Linked DNA regions of Sus scrofa: region 1 is linked to region 2. Evidence: chromatin contacts called from public Hi-C data. All regions are on one chromosome and are shown on one strand. Each heading gives the region's core, a stretch centred on a gene start, on an enhancer-like site or on the middle of the called end of the contact. The rest is flanking DNA. Distances are from core to core; before and after follow the strand shown. Region 1 holds the start of CCDC146 (coiled-coil domain-containing protein 146). Region 2 holds the start of FGL2 (fibrinogen like 2).

The links. A called contact is a pair of places that touch in the nucleus more often than the background predicts.
Region 1: a Hi-C map of retroperitoneal adipose tissue shows a contact between it and region 2, with 1.7 times the contacts expected there. The contact joins the promoter of CCDC146 here to the promoter of FGL2 in region 2. A contact is called at or near these places in 10 of 47 Hi-C or Micro-C datasets (blood, embryonic fibroblasts, fetal heart ventricle and 5 more) and 1 of 2 datasets of contacts at active chromatin or transcription factors (alveolar macrophages).

Annotation. Positions count from the first base shown.
Region 1 is chr9:102,916,697-102,923,143 of Sscrofa11.1, forward strand. It overlaps CCDC146 (coiled-coil domain-containing protein 146), which reads right to left and starts at 3,062. Exons shown (of 20, transcript XM_021102558.1): 1 at 2,857-3,062. It overlaps FAM185A (protein FAM185A), which reads left to right and starts at 3,250. Exons shown (of 10, transcript XR_002347078.1): 1 at 3,250-3,948.
Region 2 is chr9:102,867,558-102,873,655 of Sscrofa11.1, forward strand. FGL2 (fibrinogen like 2) reads left to right here and starts at 1,487. Exons shown (of 2, transcript NM_001005152.2): 1 at 1,487-2,132; 2 at 4,389-6,098. The coding sequence starts at 1,511. The coding sequence ends at 5,095. All of the region lies in intron 2 of CCDC146 (coiled-coil domain-containing protein 146), which reads right to left.

The sequences.
Region 1 (6,447 bases), core at 1,812-4,311, 51 kb after region 2:
TAATTCATCTCATTACTCAGAAATAACTACTGATATCAAGTTATGTATTTCTCCCTATAATTGCTCCTGTGGAATATATTTTTAAATATAATTTTATATTGAAATTACCATTATTATTATTACAGAATTGTGATCATACTATGCACATGATTTGGTATGCTACTCAGGTCATTTAATATTACTATGAGATAATAGCACACAAAATGTATTGGTCTCTGCCCTGGGCTCCTACAAAAGGCTCCTGAAAACCTCATAATTTCCTAAATCATAGGGGTGTCTTTTGTGTGCATGAAGTGCCTTTGGGTGGACTCTTGGATGAGGGCTGGTCACAAGAAAAAATAAGACACAATTAGCAGCTGGGAATCTACATCCCTGTCCTCCAATCTCTTGGGAAGGAAGGAGGACAGAAAATATAGTTAATTGTTGATCATGTCTATATGTTGCAGCTTCCATAAAAATCCCACTGATCTGGAGTTTGGAGAGCTTCCTGGCTGCTGAACACATCAACACCAGAGGGTGACACAGCCACACCAGAGGGTGACACATCCCAACTCCCCAGGGACAGGAGCTCCTGCAGTCCAGACCCTCCCTTGCCTCGTACTCTGCATCTCTTCCATCTGGTAGTTCATCTGTATCCTTTATCAAATCCTTTGGGAAGGTGATAAACTTAAATGTTTTCCTGAGCTCTGTGAGCTCCCCTAGCAAATTAATTGAACCTGGGAAGGTCAGTCGTGGAAATCTCCAATTTGTAGCCAAATTGGATAGAAGTTGTCAGTAATCTGAAGACCTACTAGTGATTGGCATCTGAAGTGGATGGGAGCAGTTTGTTGGAACTGAGCCCTTGATCTGTGGAATCTGACATTAGTATCAAACTTAGTTAAATTCTGGGACATCGAGCTGGTGTCACTTGTTGTGGGGGAAAACCTCCACACATTTGGTGACTGGAAGTGTCAGAAGTGAAGTTACATGAGTAAAGGAGACATATATAGAAAGAAAATTGTGGGGTTTTCCTTATAGTTATGTCAAGGAAGATTTCCCATATCATTGAATAATCTTCAAAATAGAATTTTAAGTTGATGTATAATACTCCAGATGTATACTAATTCATGTAACAACCTCCTATTTTTGGACTTTTAAACTGCTTCAATTCTTTATTGTCATAAGTAACCCTATAAAACAAAATTCCTCGAACTAAGTTTTCATGAATATCCCTAATTTTATGCTTATGTTAAATTCTAAAAAGGACAATTTCCAGGTCATTGATACACATTTATTTAAGGTGCTTTATGCATATTGCTAAACTGAACTCTTTTAATAACTTACACCCTTATCATGTGTATATGTTATGACCACAGGAATGGCTATTTAAAAGCTGAAGGTATAAAAATATCTTACAAGTAAATTCTCTGCATTTTAAACCCAGATGGTCTGAAAAGTAATTTTTCAGTGATTTTCTCTCATGTTATTTTGTATATTTGAAAATAGTAGAGCAATGATTTTGCCACATAAACAGTTATTGTTCAGTTGCCAATTCCACTAACTTGGTTTGTATAAGAAAAGGAAAAATTATCATGGAAACAAAATTATCTATTGGAGTTCCTATTTAATGTAAAAATATTTGGCATGTGTACAACAAATTTGAGTGTATTCTCAACTTTCTTAAACCAATGCCTTTTTCAAAAGTTAGTTCCATGTGTTTTCATTAAAAAGACAGTTTGAAGAGTAGTTTGAATAATGATGACCAAATAAAACACAAAGCTAAGAACTAGTAGTATTCAGTGGGAACTTAATACTAAATAAAGCTAAAAGCTTGCACCTATCGTGAGCCTTCACAAGGTGAAAGGAAGGACTGGGGCAAAAAGGAAAAAGGATAGGATAACTTAAGAAAAACAGTGAATTTTTAAAAAGGTAATGGCTAGCAAAGAACCCTGTGACTTGAGCCCATGAGGACGTTAGCCCATCTCTCTATCACTATAACTCCCAGTAATTCTGGTCATTGCACTTGACCAAGGACTTCAATTTTTAAGGCATTCAGTTTCAGCTGTTGCATTTTACTGAATGTCGCTGTTTGCAGTGTATCTTTGCTGAATAATTTAGGGAATAATTTGTAGGAGGAGGAAGGGGCACAGAGAGAGAGCGATAGATAGAAAGGAGGAAATATATCTTTCCTCATTTTTAAAATTGCCCACCGAATAATAAATGGTAAAGCAGACCTCACAGAGTCATTTAGCACAATCCTTCTTCACCTAAAGCTAAAGAAATAGAGGTAGGTAACAGACAGACAACGGCAGAGCCAGGAAAATAACGAGTTTCGTACTCTTCCCATTGCACTGTGTTGACTCACTCCGTGTCTCTCTCTCTCTCACTCTCGTATATTTTTAGTCCTAAAACTGAGGATCTTTTGTAGTCAAAGAGAACAATGCTGCTGTCAACACCAGTCCTGATCTCTCAGATTTTTCTTGGTAACTTAGCGTATATGCTATAAAATAAAAATACTGTAATTTAGACAACAGTTTGGTAGCCAATGCATCGTGTTCACACCCATTATCTCATTTGATCCCTGCAAAAACCCTTTGAGGCAAGGCAAGGGAGGTATTATTGGCCTCATTTTAAGAACCAGCATTAAAACCCATAGACATTCAATGACTGGCCTAAAATCACTTAGAGTCAGGAAGGGGAAGGAATTCTAATGCTATCCCTACATTTGCTGTAAAATATGGAGTTTCCTCAATAAACACTAATCTGGTCTTTACCCTCTTGCGGAGAGATTCTTCGTACAGGGTACCGCGCACGAGTTCAGTGAGGTCTAGATCTAACCACTCACTGAGGATAATGCTATTTTGATCTTGTTCTCACCTTTAAAAGCGCAGTTTCTTATCACTTCCCTTGGTTTTGATCCTTATTTAAATTCCTATTTTTTTCTGTGGATATGGCCTCCTGGGTCTCACTCCAAAACTCCACCCTCTCCAAAGAAATCGCGTCCTCGGTATCCAAGGAAACCATACAGACTTGCCCATCTTGCGCCTTCTACGCTTTCCATTGGCCAGTTGGATTCTTATGTGGATTTCCCCTCCCCCCCGCCCCCAGTCCCTCCAATGGCTAATGGGCTTGATAGAAAGGGCGCATGCCTTCCCAGTCCTATCTAACACCAGCTCTTACTACGCGCACAGCTCTGCGCATTGCCTCCTGGGACATGTAGTTTATAAGTTGCAGGAGCCCTCCGACGGCTGTCCTCCATTAGAACTACCTATCCCATTGGCCTTTGCGAAAGGGGAGGAGTAGGCGAGGAGTCCCTGGTCACTGTGATACTTAGAACTTTCAAATTACAATTTGCCGCCAAGGCGTGTGCAGCTGAGGTTTAAGTTGCTGAGGGAAGTGGGCGGCCTTGCCCTTGCGTCAGCAGACCCTCTCTAAAGTCTACTTTCTGACTTGAGCAGGCACAGTGGCCGGGTCCACTGGCTACGGAGAGACTGGCCTGTGACAGGTGATCCTAGGGAGCGTGAGTGGGGCGCGCCATGTTCACCCTCCGCTGGGGATGGGGGCTGGGCTGCCTCCGGCTCTGTCAGCTGCGAGCATGGGCCCCCGAGGCCTCAGTGCCCTGGGCATGTGGGGCTTGTCAAGCCCGGATGTACGGCTCAGGTGGGTCCAAGCCCGAGGTCTCTCCGTCTGGCCCCGCGCGCCCGAGTCTGAAAGAGTGGGCGCTGATGGTGAGCCCTTTCGGTCGGCTGCGGGCACGGCTTCCATGCCACCTGGCCGTGAAGCCCCTGGACCCCATCTCCCACCCGGACAACAACCACGTGCTGGTGGCGGTGAGTGGAGTGGAGGGCGCGGCGCAGGCCGTGGCCGGCCTGCAGGTGACATACGACGAGGCGCAGAAGGAGGTGATCATCGTGTCCGACGTCATCGATCCCCAGGCGTCTGTGGAAGTGAGCGCGCCCCTGATGTTTGGCAAGTGAAGTTAAAACCGGTTTGGGTCCCAGGGCACACGTAGCGCTATCTTGAATTAGGCCGACGTGCAGTTTTAATTGGTTTTTTGGATATGACTTTCCAACGTAATTTACAATTTTCCCCTTCGGAAGGGAAGATGCCCTTTTTTTTTTTTTTTCTATTTTGGGAATTAGGTACTCAATTACAGCAATTTTATAAATTGAATGGAAAGATGAATATATAAGTAACATTTGTGGAAGCCCTTATATTCTCCTTTGGCACTTTGTATCTATTTCTGTCACTGCACTTTGTCAATAATGAAGTTTTTTTTCAGGGTTAGATTATCTTGATAATCTATTCTCTGGCAAGCAGTCCACCTGCATTTCCCCTTGCTCACCGTCTGGGGTCTCTGTCTCAGAACAGCCTTGTCTGTATGTTCCATTTAACCCAGACCGAGTGTTTGGTTTCTAACAGGCACTCAGCTTCTTATTGAAAACGTCACCGTTCACTTTGGCCTAAATAAATTTTCTGTTAGTAACAGGCTTTGAAGAAAGAACACATAGTAAGACTGCCTGGGAAACTTGTGTATAGTATGCAGCACTTTTCTAGGAAAATATTCCCAGGCTTACTGCCTTCCTGGAACTGAAGGAAGATTTTGACCATGATCATAATAGCAGCTAACACTTAAGAGAATCTCTTTTAATCCTTACAGTTGCACTATATTTTAGCTGCTGTTATTGTCACAGTTTCAGATAAGTGAATTGAAATACAGCAGGTTTCATATACCAAGTATTTATTGTGGGCCAACAAGTAGAAAAAAAAATCCACGCCTTCATGAAACTTTATTTCTAGTGGGGATACATCAAGGACTATGCCCATTTTCTCTCAGATGTAAAGGGTGGAACTGGGATTTGAAATGACTGGAGTCTGTTCAACCACTGTACCTGAATGCTTCTTAACTTCTTTTTAACTAGCCTGGATAAGAGACCCTGATTTCAAAATGTTTTAGACTGAGGTAAGGAGGAAGATTTGCCAGTATATTATGTGGTACAAAATAGACTGAGTATTGAAATAGAGATAAGTAAAATTTTGTGACAGCTCAGATAAAAATGGAATTACCCAAACATTTTTGTTGATTCTTCTTTTTAGAGCCAGAATCTAATTTCCAGTTTACTCTTTCTTTTTTTTTTTCTTTTTCTTTTTCGGGCTGCACCTTCAGCATATGGAAGTTCCCAGGCTAGGGGTCAAATCTGAGCTGCAGCTGCCAGCATACACCAGAGCAACACAGGAGCTGAGATGCATCTGTGACCTACACCACAGCTCACAGCAATGCTGGATGCCTAACCCACTGAGCGAGGTCAGGGATGGAACCCTCGTCCTCATGGATACTAGTCACAACAGGGAACTCCCCAGTTTACTGTTTCTATGTGTATACTCCACAGGCACTCAAATCAACATAATTTGATTTTCTTCATACTTGGTATGTTTCTACGGTTGTCTATAATTGTTTCAGTGAATGAGTGAGAGTACACCACTGCTACTCTCTCTCTTAATTAAGGCTAAGTGTCTAGCCTTAACTCCTCTACCTGCGTAGTAAGGGTAGAGTATGTTTAAGATCTGTTTCCTCTCCATGCCTGTCAGCACTGCCTGAGATCATGCCTTATGTTGTAACACTACTTAACTGGGTAAAAAGTTTATAGTTAGATTTGCATCCATGTAAGTTTGGGGTATAATTGTCTTTTAATGTATTTTATATTAGTCCCAATCAAAATATTGCTGTTATTTTAAACCTTTATAGAGACTGTCATATACACAACTGTAGAAATTGATTTTTATTCCATAACTATTACATAATAGTAGTGTTAGGCCCCAGTAGTTTGTGTTTAGGTCAACATAATATTTTACTTCTATCATCCAGTTTAAGGGAAGTCATCAATATTTATTTGAATCAGGTATGAAATATCAGTGTTTTAAATTTTATTTTTATACAGAGACACCTAAGGTTACACTTAGGTGTCTTAAGTCTTAAAGATGGCACCTGTGGCTCGAGATTTGGCTTGCTGTTTTCCAAATTGTCTTCATATATATCACTATTATCCACAATCTTAAGGTTCTAACACTATTCAGTACTGAGTTTTTCAAAGTTGTTCCTACTTTTTATTACTTCAAGTACCTTGTGATTAGCTGCATGATAATATCTTTATTTTTTCCATATGAAAGGTTAGAGGTAGGATTTGAAAACCTAACTCATGATCATGTATATTGATCTATGCTATTCCTGTAATATGCATTTAATTTGAGGGAGGTTTGGGAACAAATCTTTAAACCTTCATGAATATGAAAGAGAATCAGCTAAATAACTTATCCAGTTCACCATAATGACTTGTTAATTTGCCATGCCCTTACTCAAATCTGTGTGTGTGTATTTTCTTGGTGGAGAAGAGGCTTCTATGATCCTTAGGAGTACCTATAATAAGAATTGGAATCTCTCTCCTCCTTTACTTCCCTCCTGTTACTTTC
Region 2 (6,098 bases), core at 237-2,736:
CAGTCCCTGGCTGAGAGAGAGAGAGAGAGAGAGAGAGAGAGAGAGAGAGAGAGAGAGAATATCCATATATATATTAGATATCTCTATCTATCCCTATCTATCTATCTATCTATCTATCTATCTATCTATCTATCTATCTATCCAGCAAGAAGTTGATCCGTGGGTGGAATCCAGGTCTCCAGAGTGTAAAGTAAGCCTGACACATTTAGAGATTATGAATAGTTAAGTTTGAATAGGTCAGAGGATGTCAACAGTTTGGCTGGGCTAGAGAAGTATTTAGAAAAATAGTAGGAAATCAGGTTAAAGAAATAAATAGGAGACAGATTACAGGGTGCTTTAAATAATATAAGAATAATAAGAATTTGGATTTTTAGCCATACTTTTGAAATTAAGCAATAAAATCCCTTTTTAAATAAAAATCTTATATATGAGACACCAATATGCAAAACAAATTAAAAGGAGGTGGTTTCTCCAATTGAAGCTGTTCCCTCTCCCTGCCCTCAGCCTCTCAGGAGAAAAGCTGGAAAACCCTAAAGAGAAAGTTTGACAAGTGTGAACAGTCATGCTGCAGACATGTGTGGGGCAAGGTAGTGATACAGCAAGTGGCACACAGTCCAGGTAGAGGGATGTACGCTGAAGGCAGAAAGCACAGAGAGGGGACCACCAGGCTGCCAGTGGGAAGGGAAGGCAAAGATGCTGGACACAAAAAGAATCAGAAAGAGAGGGGAGTAGTTCAAAGACTCACATTCAGCGGCCGTGGAAGGACAGTGCAATCACAAAAATAGTGAAAGGCAAAGGAGGAGGCTGCCTTTGTAAGGCAGTGATGTGCTTTTATGTGTTTCTGTCATCTAGACATTTGTGCTGCACTATGCTGTAGTCAAAGGGATAGAAAGTAGCACTTTTTTCTCTATCAGTTTTCTTCTGATCTCAAATAGATGAAACAAAGTCTACTGCAAGAGGCAGAAAAAGCTGAACTTCGTTACATTTAAAATTGTAAGTGCCTGAGAGTCTGTCTGAAAGCCCAATGAGAAGAAAATACAGGATTCCTAATGCCCCCTTCCAGAAAGGAAAAAGAACCATTTCCATTTCTGCAATATTTCTGTTCCTTTGCACAATCCGGATAATTAGCACATTTATTTTTATCTTTAAAAACTCTTGCCCCCACTGTGGAGTTAAGTACAATGGAATGATTCATTTCACGTATAATTATTTTAAAACCCAAGGTTCTTCTTGTGCTTTTAAAAAATAAACGATGAGTGAAACGTGTTGAATATGTGCCTCTGAGTACAGGAATTCCAAAGCGGATTATTTGGATTGCGGATCAGTGACAGTTTTTGGCAAGCCTAGTTGGATGAGGACAGTCTCCTTTTCCTCTGCGTTTGTGAACCTTGTGATGAAAGTGCTCCCGCCCTTTTCTGAGAACAGAAAGCCTGACTCAGGCAGGCAGCTGCTGCTCTTAAAACAGCTCGAGCCGGCAGCCTCCCCTGCTGGGGTGAGCGCCACCGCAGAGATGAAGCTGAAGCTGTCGAACTGGTGCTGGCTGAGCTCCGCTGTCCTCGCGGCTTATGGCTTTTTGGTCGTGGCCAACAATGAGACGGAGGAAATTAAAGATGAAGCAGCCAAGGACGCCTGCCCGGTGAGACTAGAAAGCAGAGGGAAATGCGAAGAGGTAGGCGGGTGTCCCTACCAGGTGAACCTGCCCCCCTTGACTCTTCAGCTCCCCAAGCAGTTTGGCAGGATTGAGGAGGTGTTCAAAGAGGTCCAGAACCTCAAGGAAATTGTGAACAGCCTGAAGAAGACTTGCCAAGACTGCAGACTGCAGGCTGACGACAACCGAGACCCAGGCAGGAATGGACTGCTGTCACCGGGCACAGGAGCCCCGGGAGAAGCTGATGACAGCAGAGTTAGAGAATTGGAGAACGAGGTTAACAAGCTGTCCTCTGACCTGAAGAATGCCAAGGAAGAGATCGACGGGCTTCAGGGTCGCCTGGAGAAGCTGAGCCTTGTAAATATGAACAACATAGAAAATTACGTTGATAACAAGGTGGCAAACCTAACGTTTGCTGTCAATAGTTTGGATGGCAAATGTTCATCGCGGTGTCCCAGTCAAGAACAAATACAGTCACGTCCGGGTATGTATAATAATGCCTTCTTATCATTTGTTCCGGAATGTTTTATAGCTAGACAATACCCATAAACATTAACCTGGGAAAATAAAGGACAGATTAAGTAAATTAAGCCTTTTATGCATCAAGGTAGTACAGGCAAAACTACTGTCTTTGCAGATGTGACCACAGAAAGGTTAGAAGACCTAAGGAACCAAAAAAAATCATAAAGAGTTCTGTCTCCATTAGAAAGCACTTTGAATTTCAAAGACCTTATGTGCTGACGCCAGAACTACACACAAACAGAGTGGAGAAGGCAAATTTCTTAACGTGTCATTGTGTTTAACATTTATCTCTTCACTGGAATGTCTGAAAACAATGGAGATAAGGCAGTGTTTGTGGTTGTACTCTGGAAATCAGGTTTTGGTTTTTTTTTTTTTTGTGGTCGGGTGATTGCTGCTTGTGTGGCAACAAGAGACCTTTGAAAGATTTTAGCAAGTAATCTGTAGTTCATAATCCCAAATATCTCGTGGAAAGCAAAGACTTTATAGATGAAATAAAAGCAGCTTGTAGGCTTCACATGTGTGCACAACTGTTTGCTTTGAGATCTAGTGGCACAAAAGCATTTTAAGGGGAGTTTTGATATGCCACTAAAGTTAGGAATATGTTCTTATTCCTTCCTCTCTTTCACTAGAATTCAAGCATGTGACAATAGAACCCATCTTCCCCATCCAGATTATCTGAATTAACTTTAGTAAATAAATTAACTTTAGTAAAAAAAGATCACAAACCTAACTGTCTACTCTGCACAAGAACTGCTGGCTGTGGCACTGGTTCTCCCAAACCCTGGTTTTCCCCACATGAGTTCCTAGGGCCATTGCTGACTGTGGTCTTATTACATTTTGGAAAGGCATCTCTGCATTAGAATTTCTGCTTATTGTAAGTGTGAGGTTAAAGGATATGGCACTTGCAGCAGAGATGGTATTCATTTGGAACAAGTACCTACCTTATGCGTGCTCCATTCCCAGGGAATCTAGGAGTGAAGGGAGTTGGGAGTTTCATGGACCACTGTTGTTATTACTCCCAGCAGCCTGTATCTAAGGGTACCCTGCACATTGCAAGGCAGAGGTTCAAGTCAGGTAACACACCTGGGTGCTTGTTAGACGGGATGCTTCATGGCAGTTTGTAATGACAAGAACAAGAGTCTACTGCCTGTTTTTCTACTAAGATTGGGGCAAGTATCTGAATGTTTGAGTTCTAAATATACATGAATAGATTAAGTGTGGCTCATAGTGTCTTCTACCAAACTTGCTTTATCTAGCACCTATTTTTATAGAAATTATCTGGGAGTAAATGTCTGTATTTGATTCCTGCAGAACCACAGTAGCTGATTATTATACTTATTCTGAATACAAGTACGTGTGGTTTCCTTCTAGAATCCAAACGTGAAACACTAAATATTTTCCTGGATAATAAATTCAGAAGAAGAATACTGGTATATAATTAAATTTTTTAACTTGAACTTCTTTAATTGTCAAGCAAGTAAAATAAATGGAAATGTTGATCAGTGCTGTACTTTAGAATTTTAATGTATCAATTGGAAAAATCCTATAAAATGTCCTCAAAGTGGAGGCTATTAGCATCTCTAGGTCAAAGGAAACAGAAGCATGTGTTTCCTCTGCCTGCATGGAATGCAGTTCCGGGAGAAGTGGAATCACCTGACCTTCAGGGCCAAGGGATACAGTGCTTACAAGGACAAGGTTTGCAGCCAACCAGATCTGAGTTTGTGTCCTGGCTCTGCCACTGAAAGTTTCTGTGAAGTTGGGAAAGCCAGTGATCTCCTTTGAGCCTAAATATTCTTTCTCACCAGCAGAATGGTAATAATATCTACGTCATACAGTTCACGTGCAGACCAAGTGTGAAAATGTTATCAAGTCATTGGCCAAATGCCTAGAGCAACTGGGGAGCCCTTATGAAATATTACGGAATTATTGAGACTATTCTCTTTATTTCTTGCTGGTGATGTTTGCTGTTCACATTATCAATATTATCACCAACCAAGAAAGTGTTGGAGAGCTTGGTCTGCTTTATAACACCAGGTTCTTGTTCTGAGGCCTTTAACAAGCATTTGCCAAATAGGTTCAAGTACGTTTAGCAGAGCCAGGTTTCATTATCACCATTGACTGAGTTATCAAACTGCTTTTGTACATCTAAAGAATTCTTTCAATGCATAGTTTTTATTAACAAAATCCAATGCCTTTATTTTTTTTTTCACTCCTTCAGTTCAACATCTTATATATAAAGATTGCTCTGAATACTACACAATAGGCAAAAGGAGCAGTGAGATCTACAGAGTTACACCGGATCCCAAAAACAGTAGCTTTGAAGTTTACTGTGACATGGAGACCATGGGGGGAGGCTGGACAGTGCTGCAGGCACGTCTTGATGGAAGCACCAACTTCACCAGAACATGGCGAGACTACAAAGTTGGCTTTGGAAACCTCAGAAGAGAATTTTGGTTGGGGAATGATAAAATTCATCTTCTGACTAAGAGTAAGGATATGATTCTAAGAATAGATCTTGAGGACTTTAATGGTATCAAGCTCTATGCCTTGTATGATCACTTTTATGTGGCCAACGAGTTTCTCAAATACCGTCTACACATTGGTAACTATAACGGCACCGCTGGAGATGCCTTGCGTTTCAGTAAACATTACAACCATGACATGAAGTATTTCACCACCCCAGATAGAGACAACGATCGATATCCCTCTGGGAACTGTGGGCTCTACTACAGCTCGGGTTGGTGGTTTGATGCTTGTCTTTCTGCAAACTTAAATGGCAAATATTATAACCAAAAATACAGAGGTGTTCGAAATGGGATTTTCTGGGGCACCTGGCCTGGTATAAGTGAGGCACAACCTGGTGGCTACAGGTCCTCTTTCAAAGAAGCCAAAATGATGATCAGACCCAAGTACTTTAAGCCATAAATCACTAATGCTTATTCCTCTGGGTATTCATTTCCTAATAGGGCAATTAATTCCTTCAGCACTTTGGAATGTGTTTCATACTCCTCTTCATGGCTTAAAACTTATCTCTGAGCAATGGGTTCTTATGCTATACAGGATTTGAAATAAAGCTGAAAAATATGCCTTGTAAAGAAGTCCTTTGTTGCTGTTACACTGTTATCCAAATAAACACTTGCAAGCAAGGGGAATATTGAGAATTACACATTAGATTTATAATTCTCTTACTTTCTTCTATTTGAAAAGTTTTTATTGCTCATCTTACTCACTCGAACTAAAAATAATTGCTTATTCAGCAGGCTAAATTTTACACGAGTAATCTGTATTTTGCCTGAGACTTGAAGACATCTGAAGGCATATTACTCTTTTCAGGCCCTAAATAACTATTGGGTATTTATTTGTCTCTAAATACCCTATTCCTCATTCTGAGATAAACTTACTCTATTTATGGCATTTACAGCATTTTAGTTCCCAAGCAAAGGGAAATATGTATAATTAAACCTGTTCATGTACTAATCCTGAAATGCTAAATTTTATTTAAAATATTTTAAAATGCGACAATATACTGTCCCTCCTAAAAGCATTCAGAAAATTAATTTAACCTTAAAGACCATGGTTTAAAGGTAATTCATTCATAGTTTATAATTCCTCAGATGTTTTATGATAAAAACTGCTTTAACATAAAAACCGTCTTCCTTTGCTCTTTTGCATAATAGTTTTAAATTTAAGACTGCTCACTACTGTATGAGACTACTGGTAGATTTTCTTTGGTAGGTATGGGTGGGGAATGAAGCACTTATTTATAGACTATAACACTCTGAAGGCCAATGTTATATCCAAAGCAATAATATCATTAAGTGATTCATTTCATTCAAAGCTAAGTTGTATAGGACAAAGAGATAAATCTATTCACAAAAAGCATATGAATTTTGAAATATATACAGAACAATGGTTCAAACATTATATA